Linked DNA regions of Danio rerio: region 1 is linked to region 2. The links are chromatin contacts, called in public Micro-C maps. All regions are on one chromosome and are shown on one strand. The core of a region is the stretch at or near the end of the contact, and the rest is flanking DNA. Distances in the headings are between cores, read along the strand shown.

Evidence for each region. A called contact is a pair of places that touch in the nucleus more often than the background predicts.
Region 1: a Micro-C map of caudal fin shows a contact between it and region 2, with 8 times the contacts expected there. The contact joins the promoter of prkrip1 here to the promoter of nup88 in region 2. A contact is called at or near these places in 2 of 18 Hi-C or Micro-C datasets (caudal fin and an unstated tissue).

The regions. Positions count from the first base shown.
Region 1 is chr5:65,097,621-65,101,924 of GRCz12tu, forward strand. prkrip1 (PRKR interacting protein 1) reads left to right here and starts at 1,406. Exons shown (of 6, transcript NM_001017896.2): 1 at 1,406-1,577; 2 at 1,695-1,773. The coding sequence starts at 1,452. LOC141385635 (a long non-coding RNA gene) reads right to left here. Exons shown (of 3, transcript XR_012406409.1): 3 at 3,785-4,304.
Region 2 is chr5:64,969,012-64,973,388 of GRCz12tu, forward strand. nup88 (nucleoporin 88) reads right to left here and starts at 1,725. Exons shown (of 17, transcript NM_001020466.1): 1 at 1,480-1,725; 2 at 1,231-1,400. The coding sequence starts at 1,716.

The DNA.
Region 1 (4,304 bases), core at 156-2,655, 130 kb after region 2:
TGATACTGCAGAGGAATAAGCAAAAAATCCCAAAGACAGGTGTGCCAAGCTTGTGGCATCATATTCAAAAAGACTTGAGGCTGTAATTGCTGCCAAAGGTGCATCAACAAAGTATTGAGCAAAGGCTGTGAATAATGATGTACATGTGATTTTTCAGGCTTTTTATTTTTAATAAATTTGCAACAGGGTGATACGGTGGTGCAGTAGGTTGGTTCACAGCAATAAGCTCCCCGTGTTTGCATGGGTTTCCTCCGGGTGCTCTGGTTTCCCCCACAAGTCCAAAAGACATGTGGTACAGGTGAATTGGGTAAGCTAAAACTGACCGTAGTGTATGTGTGTGAATGAGAGTGAGTGTTTCTCAGTGATGGGTTACAGCTGGAAGGGCATCCGCTGTGTAAAACATCTGCTTGATAAGTTGGCCGTTCATTCCGCTGTAGCGACCCCAGATTAATAAAGGGACTAAGCTGAAAAGAAAATGAATGAATTAATGATATTTGCAACAATTTCAAAAAATCTTTTTTTTCACATTGTCATTATGGGGTATTGTGTGTAGAATTTTGAGGAAATAAGTGAATATAATCCATTTTGGATTAAGGCTGTAACATAAAAAATTTGGAAAAAGTGAAATGCTTTGAATACTTTCCGGATGCACTGTATGTGGGAGGAAAGTACCCAGGTATTTTTTTAGATCGCCATTCTTTGACATTTTCTTCATTGTTTGGCCAGTTGGCCAGAGCTGTGCTCCAATTTGGGCTTTATGTTTTGCATTCATGCACTAACACTGACAACACTTACCGTGTCCATTCACTTGCCTTTCACACTGATTGAACATACTGATACTAATGTTTTGATTGTTGTTATTTTCAATTGGCATACATTTTATGTTTGACTTATTTTGCTGTGTCATATCCCTTAATAATCTTTGATCCATATGTAACAGTATTATCAGTATATTACAGTGTTACACCTCATAGCCTTTCCTGTAACACCATGTTAGCCCATTCCGTCATGTTGTTCCAACACAAATTAAGTTAACGTAATTGCTTTTACAAACGTTTGTGGATTTAACATAAAACAATAAAGTTGTCTTCAAAAAAAGTGAAGAATTGTGGTGATTCAGCTTATTTTAAATTAGTTTGAACAAGCAGCAAAAAAAATTGAGTGTATTGGCTACTAACGTTACCCAAAGAAAAAAGGCTAGTTTTGGGGGACCATCCACAAATGTATGTCTGGTTAATTTATATGATATTACATGTCTATATGTGAGTTGAATATAATAACTGATAAAAAAGTTATTTATACTTATTTTAGTTCCAAGCCCTATGATCCAAACGCTGTCGATCAGTGTCGGTCCGGTAGGTGGCAGTGCGAGCTGTCAGATGTGTAAAATACCTGAAAAATAAATAGAAGAAGAATCCTAAACCTACCTCGAAGAAGGAGCTGGAAGAATCATGGCTGTGGAAAACAAAGATGCTCGACCGGGGAAAGCTCTCAAAAAAGAGTCTCAGCCTTTAATTATTGCCAAAACTCCCGCAGAGGAACAGCGCCTAAAGTTGGAGAGATTGATGCGAAACCCCGTGAGTTCCCATTTACCTCAAGCTGACGGTTTTCCTCTCATGCTAATGATGCTATTGAACTCTTGGAAAACATCAAACACTACTAAGATGATTTTTAAAATTTTTATTATTTAAAAGGACAAAGCTGCACCCATACCAGAGAAACCGAAGGAGTGGAACCCACGCGCTCCACCAGAGTTTGTGCGGGATGTGATGGGTTTGTGTTTGCTTGTTTTCTCTCACATGTGGAGATGAGAATCAACAATACTGCTGAAAACACACTCACAGCTCATCCTCATGAGCTCTCAATTACAGTAATGTTAGCAAACAGAAGTATAAGGACGTATTTTATCACAAAGTCCCCCGGTAATTGCTGGTAACGTTAGTTCAAGTGTGCTAAAATATAATGCAGTAACGTTATACAGAATGAGCCTCAACATAATGTGTGCTGCTGACATATGTAAACATACAGATTAAAAGTAAACGCCTATAGGGGAGAAAATGTTTACATTTTTACAAAAAATGCTATTTTTTTCAAATAAGTGTTGCTGCAATGGGAAAGACACCTGAGCATTTTTAAAACAAACTCTACCTTGTCAAGTGTAAGTAACACAAGTCCACATTCAGACATTTCACAGTGGTTTAAACTGATTATACAGCAGATTTAATTCAGAACCAGTTGACAGCTGTGACCCAAATATGGTTTTCATTTGCAAGTAATGAATCAGAAATTCAGCATAACCAACACATTTTTCTGTCATAAGTTTCACACGCAAGCTCCAGCTTATTTTGAGTGTTTTGTGAATTATTTTGCTATTTCTGCACAAAAGTTTGTATTAAATCTGCGAATTTATGCAGAATGATTTTTTGGAGTATCTTAACTTTAAAACGTAGTATATTAAATTAAAAAATAATACCTTTTCATCTTTTATTTATTGTTTACAATGCAAATCCAATTAGATCATCGTATTTGGTAAACAAAGCAAGTCTCTCATATAATATATCCACTAAAAGACAGAAAATATTACTTTTACAAACTCTGTTGTGAATAAATCATATGAACATTTCATATTAGTCAATAATATTAATAAAATTAATTTCAAAAGTATGAATAATAATACATTTTCACAGATTTACACAAGTAAATAAATAATCAATACTTTACAACATCTGCGGATGTTTGCACACACAGAATCGTGTGAGCCTTGCCATAAGGTTGAGATTTACAATAATGATTTTTCCTGAGATTAAATTTTTATCTTTGTTTTATGAAATGATCATGCTAAAATAAACCAGTAATATATTAAAAAAGGTGCGGAAACATTTAGTCATTAAACACTATGAATAACTAAAACTCTTTGTTGATATTTTGATCATTATTTGCTGTTTTTATTTCACTCACATTCAGTATCTATTTTCAACTCTCACAAGGATTTTTTTTGGTTACAGAAGCTTTCAGTGTACATAAAATGACAAGTGACAACAGAAAATAAATATAAAAAAATATATGATAAACAATAAACAGAGATGCAGTTAATCAAGAAATCTGGATTGAATGTACAATTGTATTGTTGAATTGCATGTACACTACAGATTTGTTATGAATATACAGGTTATATGGTGATGTGTACAAATGCGAATGTAGAAAGTGTTGCATTTTATTTTGATATAAGGTGCTGTGTACATGTTCGTATGAGAAAGTATTGCACATATTTATTGCACAGTAAGGGAATATTTAACTGTTCATAGGGTAGATGGCCTGAGCAAAGACACGTTTCCTGTGTCTGGCTGTTTTTGTGCTTGGTGCTCTGAAGCGCCGACCAGACGGTAACAGTTCGAACAGGTAGTGTGCTGGGTGCGAGGCATCCAGAGTGATTTTGCGAGCCCTTATACCCACTCTGCAAGAGTACAGTTCTTAAAGTGTAGGAAGAGTAGTGCCAGTGATACGTTAAGCAATCCGGACTATCCACTGTAGTCTTCGGATTTCGGTTTTGGCAGCTGAGCCGAACCAGACGGTGATTGAAGTGCAGAGGATGGATTGAATGACAGCTGTGTACAACTCCCAGGAGCTGCTGCGGCAGGTTAAACCTCCTCAGCTGACAAAGGAAGTACAGTCTCTGCTGGGCTTTCTTCACAATAGAGTCTATGTGAATGTCCCACTTCAGATCCTGAGAGATGGTATTGCCCAGAAACCTGAATGACTCTACTACAGCCACAGTGCTGTTCATGGTGGTGAGTGGGGAGAGTGCAGGGGGGTTTCTCCTGAAGTCCACTATAATCTCCACTGTTTTGAGCGTTTTCAGCTCCAGGTTGTTGTATCTGCACCATGACATCAGCCGCTCCACCTAATGTCTGTATGCAGACTCGTCACTGTTTCAGATGAGCCCGATGACAGTAGTGTCGTCTGCAAACTTAATTTTTTTTATGGAGTTTAGAGTTTTATGGAGGGGTCTTTTGCGGTGCAGTCGTTGGTGTACAGGGAGAAGAGCAGAGGGGAGAGAACACATCCCTGGGGGGCACCAGTGCTGATGGTGCAGCTGTCGGATGTGGTTTTGCCCATTCTGGCTAGCTGTTGTCTATCTGTCAGAAAGCTGGTGATCCATTGACAGACAGAGCTAGGAATGTAGTCCTAGTTGGCGTGCAGCGGTTGGATATTTTAATTAACTTTATGTATTTAATAGTGAGACTGTTTTTGCACCGAGTCCGAAGTAATCAATCACAGAAAATGGGAAATGTCATTACTTCAAT
Region 2 (4,377 bases), core at 475-2,974:
TGTGACTAAAAATCATCCAATTTGCTGAAACAAGCTGTGGCCAAAAAAAAAGGCTCAAAAATCACCCCACAGTGGATGTAAACATATTGAGGTAAAAAGTTGGTTTTATATTCACAGGACTTTCTCCTTAATATTGTTTCAGAAAAGTATTATTTGCACATTCTAAACAGGGAAATCATATTAGCAGCTAATGACTATCAGAGAACAACACTGTTCACAGTCAATTAAATAGTACTAATGTTGTTGTATTTGAAGTCATACTGCATATGAGATTTCAGACCGAATGTTCAAATTAGTGTGGTAAACAATATAGGAACCGTTAAAATGAATGAATGTGCGAACATAAAACTTTACCTCAATCATAACAAAAGAGTAATAAATTTTCCCGGAGTGTTTTGTTGAATTTGTGAAAAATTTAAAAGCATTTTAACAAAATATGTCAAAATACGATGCGTCACCAAAAATCATCCCATTTGTTGAAACTCAGAGAAAGTTCAACAAGTTCAACTTCATATGCGATTTCTGACTAAATGTACAAATTAGTGTGTTAAATAATTTAGGAATCGTTAAAATGAATGAATGTGCGAATATAAAACCAACTTTAGCTCAATTATAACAAAACGGTGGTCAATTTGCCCATTGTACTCTTGAATTTGTGAAAATTTCCAAAGCATTTTACCAAAATATGTCAAAATAAATAAGATTTGTCACCAAAAATTATTCCATTTGCAGAAACAGAGAAAGCTGTGGCCAAATTATGACTCAAAATCCAGAAGTGGATAAAAGCATCGCCAACAGCTTGTTTTATATTCACGCATTTGTTAAGTGACAACACAATTCCTATATTCATTCATTCAATTATCTATTTATTTATTTATTTATTTTCTTGTCGGCTTAGTCCCTTTATTAATCCGGGGTCGCCACAGCGGAATGAACCACCAACTTATCCAGCACGTTTTTTTACGCAGCGGATGCCCTTCCAGCCGCAACCCATCTCTGAGAAACACAATTCCTATATTGTTTACTTTTAATTTTTCGATCTGAAATCACATGCAAGTATGATTTTAAACAACATTAGCACTTTTTTATTGACTGAACAATGTTGTATGTTGATAATCGTTGGCTGTCTGCTAATATGATTTCCCAATTTGGAATTTGCAAAGAATACTTTTATAAAATGTGCGAATATATAACCAACTTTACCTCAATAAAATAGTCAAAATCACTCACTTGCAGTTGATCTGGATCCGTCCGCCCTCAAACTCGGACTTCTTCCCCCAGCGCTGTGGCAGCTCCAGGACAGTGGCTCCTCGCTGACCGATGAGGGCCACATGATACTGCGAGGGGCTGACGAGCACCTGACACACCTCGAACAGCGGCGGGTTGATGCACAGCAGGGTCTGCGGAGAGATCGGTAAACGTTTACACACAACCGGCGATGTAACTACACTAAAGCAGAAGCCATTTAAAGTCGCTGACCTGATATCTGGAGGTGTCTGGTTCGCCGTCAGAGTTCAGCTGTCGCAGGTTTGTGGTGTAAAACACGCTCTCAACGCTGTCCCAAATGAACAGATCACCGTTCAAACAAAACGTCAGGTTCTTAGCTATTCTTTTACTTGTCCCCTGAGGCTCTAAATGAAGCCTTTCTTGTAAATTATTGAATATATCGTGGTTCTTCAGCGCTTCCCTCCAACGATCTCCCGCAAGCGACGCCATGATTTCTGTACTGTCGCAAAGTAAACACGTCAGAGATACCCTCCAATAGGATCGCTACATGACTAAATACAAATGAAATGATTTTATTAAATAAACTGTATTACACAAAATCTATTTACAATAAATAAACACAAACATACAGTAAAACAGATTAAAATACATAAAATAATGTAATAAACGTGTAAATAAACATGCAAAAAAGTACCATGTTGGTGAAAAATGCAAAAATGTAAAAATAAGGAACAAACTGTTTTGAAACTAATATTTTTAACACATTCATAATTATAGTATCTATTAAACCTTTTAAACATGTCTTTTACATTTAAAGCAGGTCTCTCTTGCATACTGGATGATCACATTTGGGAGTCTGTGGCATTAATAAGACTGAAAGCACCGTGTTGGGCTTTATTGAGTATGAACAACTTAAAAGAAAACAGTTTTATGCTGTGAACTTGGTTTTGCTGCTTGCAAAAATTCATTCATAAGTCAAAAATGTCAGATTCCAGACTGTCTATCCAATTGTATTACATCAAAAAAGGCTCTAAAACGTTATTTGTTTGCAAATATTTTTTTAATGAGCCATTTTTGCTTTATGTATTTTTATAGCTCCTGTTTTTAGTTGTTTCTCTCTTTTTATTTGTTTGTTTTTCATTGTTAAAGAAAAAAAAATTTATATGGATTTATATGTTTATTACTCATTTTAATAATATTGGTATCTAACACTTTATTTTGATGGTCCCTTTTGCACATTTTGTTGACTAAAAGTTGAATTGCAAGTACATGCCAATTACTTCTCATTTGAGTATTAGTAGACTGTCTGCTTAATATCTGTTGATACTGTTCCTTCAACAGACATGTCAAGCATGTCAACTTACACTAACCCTAACCCCTATCTGCAGTCTACTTATCTAATGAAAATTAATTTTTCATGTAGATGCAATGGAGCTTAAATTCTAAGTTGTCGGTTCATTACGCTGTGGCGACCCCTGCTTAATAAAAGTACTAAGACGAAAAGAAAATGAATAAACAAGAAAAAAGACTGTAATAGTTTATTTATAGTCAACTATAACAACACACAGGACAAGAAGATATAATAATGAATTAAATAATTGTTAAATGAAATTAATAATTAAATCATATTGTTTTTGGCAGATTTATTGGTTCAGATTAGAAAATGTAATTATTTATTTATTTTCTGTGCATCTTTTTATTAACATTTTAACTATTAATCACAAAACACATTGAAACAAACCAACAGACAATGCCCATTTTAACAATGCAAAGCTAAAGAAACAGAATAAATTAATATGCAGAATACATTTTCTAATCTGAATTATATCTGATTATATCTGATTTATGTCATATTCTCCCTTTTTTCTTGAATAAATGCATAAATAAATAAATATTATGGTGATGATGATGATAATAATGAACACTGCAGGTTTATACACAAGAAACAATATTTATTTGATATTTAATTATAATTAAGACAGGAGCTAAGTATTGTAACTTATGCAGCAATAAATTAATTAATTAATAAAGAAAGTACTTAATGAAAAAGATTCAAATAAACAATCAAATGTTTCAATAAGTTTAATAAATAGACATCATAGAAACAAACAAATAAATAAGCTGTACTTAAAATCTGAAATAAATAAATACCAATGCACAGTAAAACACAAATTGAAATATTCATTCATTCATTTTCCCTAGTCCCTTGATTCATCAGAGGTCACCACAGTGGAATGAACCACCAACTATCCAGCATATGCTCTACACAGTGGATGCCTTTACAGCTGCAATACTCTCACATTCACACACATACACTATACAGCCAATTTAGTTTATCCAATTCACCTGTACCACTTGTCTTTGAACTGTGGGGGACCCCAGAGCACCCTGAGGAAACCCATGCGAACGCGAGGAGAACATGCAAACTCCACACAGAAATTTCAACTGACCCAGCCAGGACTCAAACCAGTGACCTTTTTGCTGTGAGGCAACAGTGCTAACCACTGAGCCACTGTGTCACCGATTTAAATATAATAATTGCATAAAGTAAATAAACATAAACCATAATATTTTAACACATTCATAAATATAGTATAAAGTCAATATTTGAACAAAACAAACATATAGATGTATTTTAAGGAAGAAACGGGTTTAAAAATGTATCTTTTTGAATCATTCATAATTTTAGTATACGTTAAATCTTTTAAGTCAAGTCAAGCTTTATTGTCATTCTGCTACATGTGTGGACATACAGAAAAAATGTCGTGTTTCGCAGAACAACAGTGCTACATAAATTAATCATAAATATACAAACAACACTGGACATGAGAGATATTTTCAAAAACTTACGCTGTAAAAAATGATAGGATCAATTTTTCATGACAACATATGTTTTTAGTTGATTGTAACTTATTAAACTAAGTTAATCATGTTCTAACTTAATTTTATAAGTCAGTTTTAAGTCAGTTTAACATAATATAAGTTCAATGGACTCAAAGGTTAATTTGATTCAGGTTAAAAATGAAGGCAACCAGGAATTCTTCACAGTGTATGCACATAGGCTACTATAAGATACTAAATAAGACAGGCTACAAGTACTTTTACAAGAGACTGATCAATGTTGTGCAGGATATTGTGCAAGAGAGGTAT